2 separate regions of the Rattus norvegicus genome follow, and region 1 is linked to region 2. Evidence: chromatin contacts called from public Hi-C data. All regions are on one chromosome and are shown on one strand. The core of a region is the stretch at or near the end of the contact, and the rest is flanking DNA. Distances in the headings are between cores, read along the strand shown.

What was found. A called contact is a pair of places that touch in the nucleus more often than the background predicts.
Region 1: a contact with region 2 is called in a Hi-C map of liver, with 6 times the contacts expected there. The contact joins the promoter of Bpi here to the enhancer-like site in region 2. A contact is called at or near these places in 10 of 12 Hi-C or Micro-C datasets (the A7r5 cell line, Schwann cells, frontal cortex and 5 more).

What each region holds. Positions count from the first base shown.
Region 1 is chr3:167,328,216-167,330,915 of GRCr8, reverse strand. It overlaps Bpi (bactericidal/permeability-increasing protein), which reads right to left and starts at 1,364. Exons shown (of 15, transcript NM_001004079.2): 1 at 1,043-1,364. The coding sequence starts at 1,172.
Region 2 is chr3:167,288,559-167,291,508 of GRCr8, reverse strand. Kiaa1755 (KIAA1755 ortholog) reads left to right here. Exons shown (of 14, transcript XM_006235463.5): 3 at 1-243; 4 at 664-846. Among named protein-coding and RNA genes, the nearest start is that of Kiaa1755, 15 kb to the left of the region's middle. Within about 2 kb of position 1,283, at least 6 of the 93 cell types and tissues checked have an H3K27ac peak or open chromatin away from gene starts, as enhancers often do. A contact at or near this core is called in hepatocytes, kidney and liver, where this site is marked.

The DNA of each region.
Region 1 (2,700 bases), core at 115-2,614, 39 kb before region 2:
GGTAGAGGCCAGATGGGATCTAGGCTTCCTGTTCCCCAAGCTCAGGCCTCAGGGTCAGCTTTGGATGTGAGCATACAAGTTAATAGGATTGCTGCACTTCCAAAAACTCACTCCAGTTGCCACATGGGACATGAGCTGAGCCTCTGCTCACCCAAGCAGTCAGTCACACACGCACTCATGTGACACGTACACACACACACCAGTTCTGGGTTTAAACACAACCATATCCTCCTCGAAGTTCTTAGGGGAATCTGTTAGTATCCCTTCGACGTCCTGCATGGCCTGGAACATGAGTTCCGGGGTAGGAGAGCAGATCCCCTGGGGCCTGTGCACAACTGGGTGTGAGGACCTGGTCTGATTTGAGCTGGGATCGCCCTGAGTTCTGCAGTTCCTCTCTCTGTCACCGGGAGGCAGCACTAAGCAGCCTCATGAAGGGCCTCAGTGAGGGAGGACCAGAGCTGAAACGCAGGTGCGCACTTTCCATAGCTTTTACAAGAGAGACTCTGCTCTCCTGCAGAAGTGGACAGTTGTAGTATGTCCCACCCAGTCCTGCCATGGAAGAATCGGGGCCGGTGGGTGGATCTGTGAAGCTCCCAGCAGCGAAGAGGTGAGGGGAGTTGTTACCTGCCTGGGCTTGGAAAATAGCCTGGGGTAGTTTCCCCAGAGTCTGTCTGCAGAGTGTGGACCTCTCACTGGAGGGGGCTCCCTCTCTCAGGTTGACATTCTCTAACAGGTAAGGCAGACATCAGGCTTTGGAAAGAAAGGGTTTAGACTGTGCGCCGAGACACCGTGTAGAGAGATGGGACCACGGGGATCCTCAGAGTCCCGGGGCACTTGGAATCTTCTAGAGTGTGGTTCAGTCCCAGTTCTTACACTTCGTAGCCCTATGAGACTGTGCCTTAGTTTCTTTCAATGTCAAACAGGGGGAAAGGGAGGGTATCCCCAGCAGATCTATAAATTTGCCAGGCACCCTATTTAAAGGGTTGTGCACCCTAAGTGCCCAGTCATGGAAAGGAAGGAAGGGAAAAAGGCATCCAATTACCGAAGTCCAGACCCTTCTGGGAGATTCTGGCCACGAAGCCAGGGTCGGTGGCCGCTGTCAAAGCTGTGCCCACGATGGCCAGCAGTGCCAGGCTTGACCATTTCCGCACGTTGTCAGGGCCCCAGGCCATGTCCTCCAGGGCAGCCCCAAACCTCAAGGCCTCGGATGGGAACTTGAGACCTATAAAAAAGCCTTCTGGGGAAGGGCAGGGCAGTAGTAGAAAGAGGAAGGAGGAAGGCAACCGTGGGGGCGGGAGGGGGAGGGCAGCTGCGGTTCCCCATCAACGTTGGGGACCAGTCCAGGGGCTGCCCCAGTGGAGCCTAGAGGTCTGTGCGAGCACGGGCGTGTGCGCATGTGCTGTGAACGTGCACGCGCACATACATGCAAGCACGCGGAAGCCTGTTGAGACCTGTGGCTCTGGGACTGATTCCTCTTCCTTAGCCTTCCATCCTTTTCCTGAGTCCTCCTCACCTCATTTAAGGTTTTCTCCCAAGCTGGGTGATGATCACATGGAGATTCACTGTATCTATTTTTTTTATTTCTTTGGTATTTTTCTTAGTAAAATGGTTTTTTTTTTTCCAAAAAAAAAAAAAAAAACAAAAAAACAAAAAAACCCAAAAAAACAAAAAACAAAAAAACCCCAGGACCTTTGGAGTGCCACCCCCCACTACTCCAGGCCTCGGGGTATTTTTTTAATGCTCTAATTTTGGAGTCTTGTCTTTTTTTTTTTTTTTTGGTATCTCTTTACTCCTTTAAAGGCTGGTTTCAGCCTCTGTTTTTCTGAACCTCGGTTTCCTCTCCTATACAGTGGGGGAAGGGTCGTGGAGGGGGGGGGCTATCACCTTTGTCCTGAGCTTATTGTGAGGACAGGGTGGCCTTATAGGAGAGAAAGCAGGCATAGTATGCCTTGAGAGAAAGAAGTCCAGATGGCAACATTAACGGGACTTCAGAAATAAATACGAGAATCAGTTCCACGGACTCTTCTCCATGAAACAAGACCAAACATATTTTAATTTTCCCCTGTCCCATTCCCCGCTGCCCCCCTCCTCGGCAAGCATACATAGTTGGTTCTGCCTGTTTGTTTTCCTCTTAGAAACAGGATCGTACTGGGTAGCCCTGTAAAGTTCTCTCTTTCTGAATAATAAGCAGCGAACGTTCTTGCCCAGCATTCAATAGTCCATCGTTTCTTTAGCCGAGTTTTCTTAACCAGGTATCTGTTCTCACATTATTTCACCCTTTCTTAGGGATGAGGACTTGAGAGGCTTCTGAGGGGACAGCAAGCTACTCTCAGAGAAAAGATACTTCTAACACCAGCAGGAGGCGCTAGACTGGAGGGGCAAGGTGGGAACCCTGCAACCTAGTTCAGTTTTGCATGCAAGACCTTGAAGTTTTGCAGTCCCGCCCCAAATGGGAGTGGCTCCGTCTCCAAGGTGAAAAGAAGGGGCTGGACTTCAGAGGCTCAAGGTTTCTCCTACGACACCCCCAGACATCCCCATCCCTGGATTTTGTGGAATCCTTCTGAGGTCTTCTCTCCCCTCCCCTCTCCTCCCTTTCTTTTTTTCCCCCTCATCACTGTTTCTAAGAGGATCCTCCTGCTGTCTGCCCTAGCAAGGAGACATTGCCTTCCCAGTACTGGAACAAACACAGAGCGTGTACAC
Region 2 (2,950 bases), core at 34-2,533:
CAGCGTCTGAGACAAACACAGAGGAGACCACACCAGGACATGGCGGAGCTTCCAAGCCTGAGGACTGCCTCAGTAAGAACATCTCAGGCCACGGGTCCCCAGCTCCTGGGCTCCAGTTCTCCTACTTGAAAGAACAGCGGGCACCTCTTGGGAACCCCGAGAAGGGCCAGCTCACCAAGCCTTGGAAGGCCCTGTGCCCCCTCAACTCTCTGCAGCCTTGCGGAGCCAAGGCCCCAGGAAAAGGTAAGAGCCCACATTCAGCAGGGCAAGGACCAAGCTTATCCCGGGGCAGGAGGCTCAGGCTGTGAGTTGCGGGGGCCACAGTGCTGTCCCAGTCTCAGGGAACTAAAGACGTCTCACTAGTGTTGAGCTGAGCAACTATTGAGGCTGTTTGGGGTCACATTCTAGCTTTTAGTCATGCTGTGTGACCTTGGCCAGACGCTTGACCTCTCTGAGTTTAGGCCTCTTTCTCTGCTGGGGATTTAACATCACAGAGCTGTTCTGATGGTTCAAAGATGTGCCAGAAGGAAAGGACTTAGCATTGCTGTCAGAGACCAGATCGTGCTATAAGCTGTATTGTCATTTGGATGGAAGAGAAAAGCTGTCCCTTGAAGAGTTTGTCTCCTGTTTAACATCTCCTGCTTCGTCATTTTTCTTCCCCAGATGGAACAACTCTCCCCACAACATCTGGCTCAGGCACACTGTCTGGGGAGCCGCCTGGCTTCCGGAGAGATTCTGCAGGTCTCCCAGGAGGAGGACTTCGCCTGGAGGAGTGTTCTAGGCCCAAGCCCAGGATTGTGACTCTGGGAGTCAAGCTTCTCCACTCCAGGATAGCCTGCCTGCCAGGTCCCAGGGTTGAGAGGGGAGTGGAAGGAGCATTCCCAGACACTGGCGGGTGAAGAGGGAGAAGGCTCAGGAGGTTGCACAGTTCCCAGCCAAAGGCTTGAGTTAGAGGAAAGCAGCGTCTAGGTATCCATTCAACCGTCTGTTCATTTGTCCATCCACCCAAACATCTATCCATCCATCTATCTAGACTTCAGTGAGGCAGCCAAGGCCAAGCCTGAGACAAACATTCTTGGAAAGGTTCCCACAAGGAAGGGACAGAGCAAAGGAAGGCAGGCAGAGAAAGGGATGAAGAAGACCATGGTCAGGCTCTGGGGAGGCTCTGAGGGATGGATTATACTACCTAGCCGGTTAAGCCATCGGGGTCAGTATTTAATGTCTAGGTCTGTTAGACATTAGCTGCAGGCTGATCCTGGGTGTGTCAGTCATTAACTTGGGGCTGATCCTGAGTCTGTCAGTCATTAACTGAAGGCTGATCCTGGAATGGGATGCAGGCTGAGCCAATAAGCTAGTATAGCTAAGGGAAAATCTTCAGGGACGGAGGCATCTATGAGGCTCTGGTATCAGTCCTTCCAGCCTGTGGCAAGCAAGCCCGACCCCCTTGGACCAGCCAGTGACAGCATCCATGCTGCAGGCCTTAAATTCCCAATTGGCTATTCAATCTCTGTTTCCTGAACCCTAGAGTCAGCACTGTTAGGAAATGAGTCCGATGTGATCCTTGCACCCACAAAACCTTCATTCTAGTGTTAGAGAAAATTCAAGGGGTCATTATGATCTAATGTAAAGGAAATGTCCAGGAACTGGGAAAACGTAGATAGTGGCCCTGGCCCAGGATTCCCATGGGAGAGGCCAGGACAGCTTCTGGAAGAAGTTTAGTAGTAATGGGCGTTGGCCATGGAAATGTTGGGAACAGTGTTTCTGAGTCAGGGAACAGCACTTATAAAGGTCAGGGGCCCCAAGGGCCACCGTGCGAACTGGGAGCTAACTGTCCTGCCTCCTCGCTGTTCCTGGACATCTCCTGAGCCCCATCTACCCACAGACCCTAGAGGGACCATCTGCCGGTGTCCCAGTCATTTGTTGACACTTGATTAACTTTTCCAGTGGCTATGAGAGCCTCCTGCATTGTCACCTGCCGCTCCTGCTTCTGTCTGACATTGATCACCCAGCATGGCCACAGCAGAAAGGTTTTATTTAGGGCTAGAGATGGCAAGGGCAGTGTTTGGAGCACAGGGGTCTCCTTGGTCCAGTACAAAAACAAACCAGGTGCAGTGGGGCCTCCCACGTGAAAGGCTGCCTATTGCCCTGCTCCTGTCCCGGCAGCATTTGGTGGGTAAGCAGAGTCAGGCACCAGTCACATGGTTGACATGTCCCAGGACATCCAGCCTCTGACCCTTTGCTGCTCAAACTTGTGCAGGGACTGGCTCTCCCTTGCACCTCGTGGGAGCTAGAGAGAGGAGACAGGCGGGGCTGCTGGATCCATCTACACTCTGCAAGCTCTCGGGTTTGCAGGGTTAGAGCTGTGTTGCTCTAACCTCAGTGCCTCAGGCGTCTGTGCTCTGACTCCATCCTGAGCCAATCCCAGGAGGCAGTGGAGTTGTAGGTGTAGCTTAATGCAGGATCCTGGGCCAGGGCCAGAGTTCTAGAAGGTGAGGAATACGGAAATCTTGCCTTGGCTGGATCTCAGTAGCTGGAGAGAGGAGGGTGACGCACACTAGGCAAGCAGAACAGCATGGCAGAAGGTTAAGCCAGCTATGCTAAGAGTTGTATAGGATGGGGACAAAGATGGTGCCCAGTCGCCACAGCTGAATCCACTGGTCCTGGCCGAGTGCTGAACACTCCCAGGAACACTCAATCCCCAAAGAAACCTCATGTGGCCAGAACTGAATCTGTCTCATCAGATAGGTGAATCTCCAGCTCAGAGATGCCCAGACCAGCCCAGGAACACACAGCAAATGCGGATGTGAACTGGTCTGTGGGACCCAGAGCTCACACCCCAGTTTTGCTTCCTGGGGTGCATGCATCATACAGGCACAGCCCCCGAGGAGCTCAATGATCGAGCGGCCCTCTGTGCTGAAGAAGGGTTCAGGGAGAGACTTTTCTCAGGAAG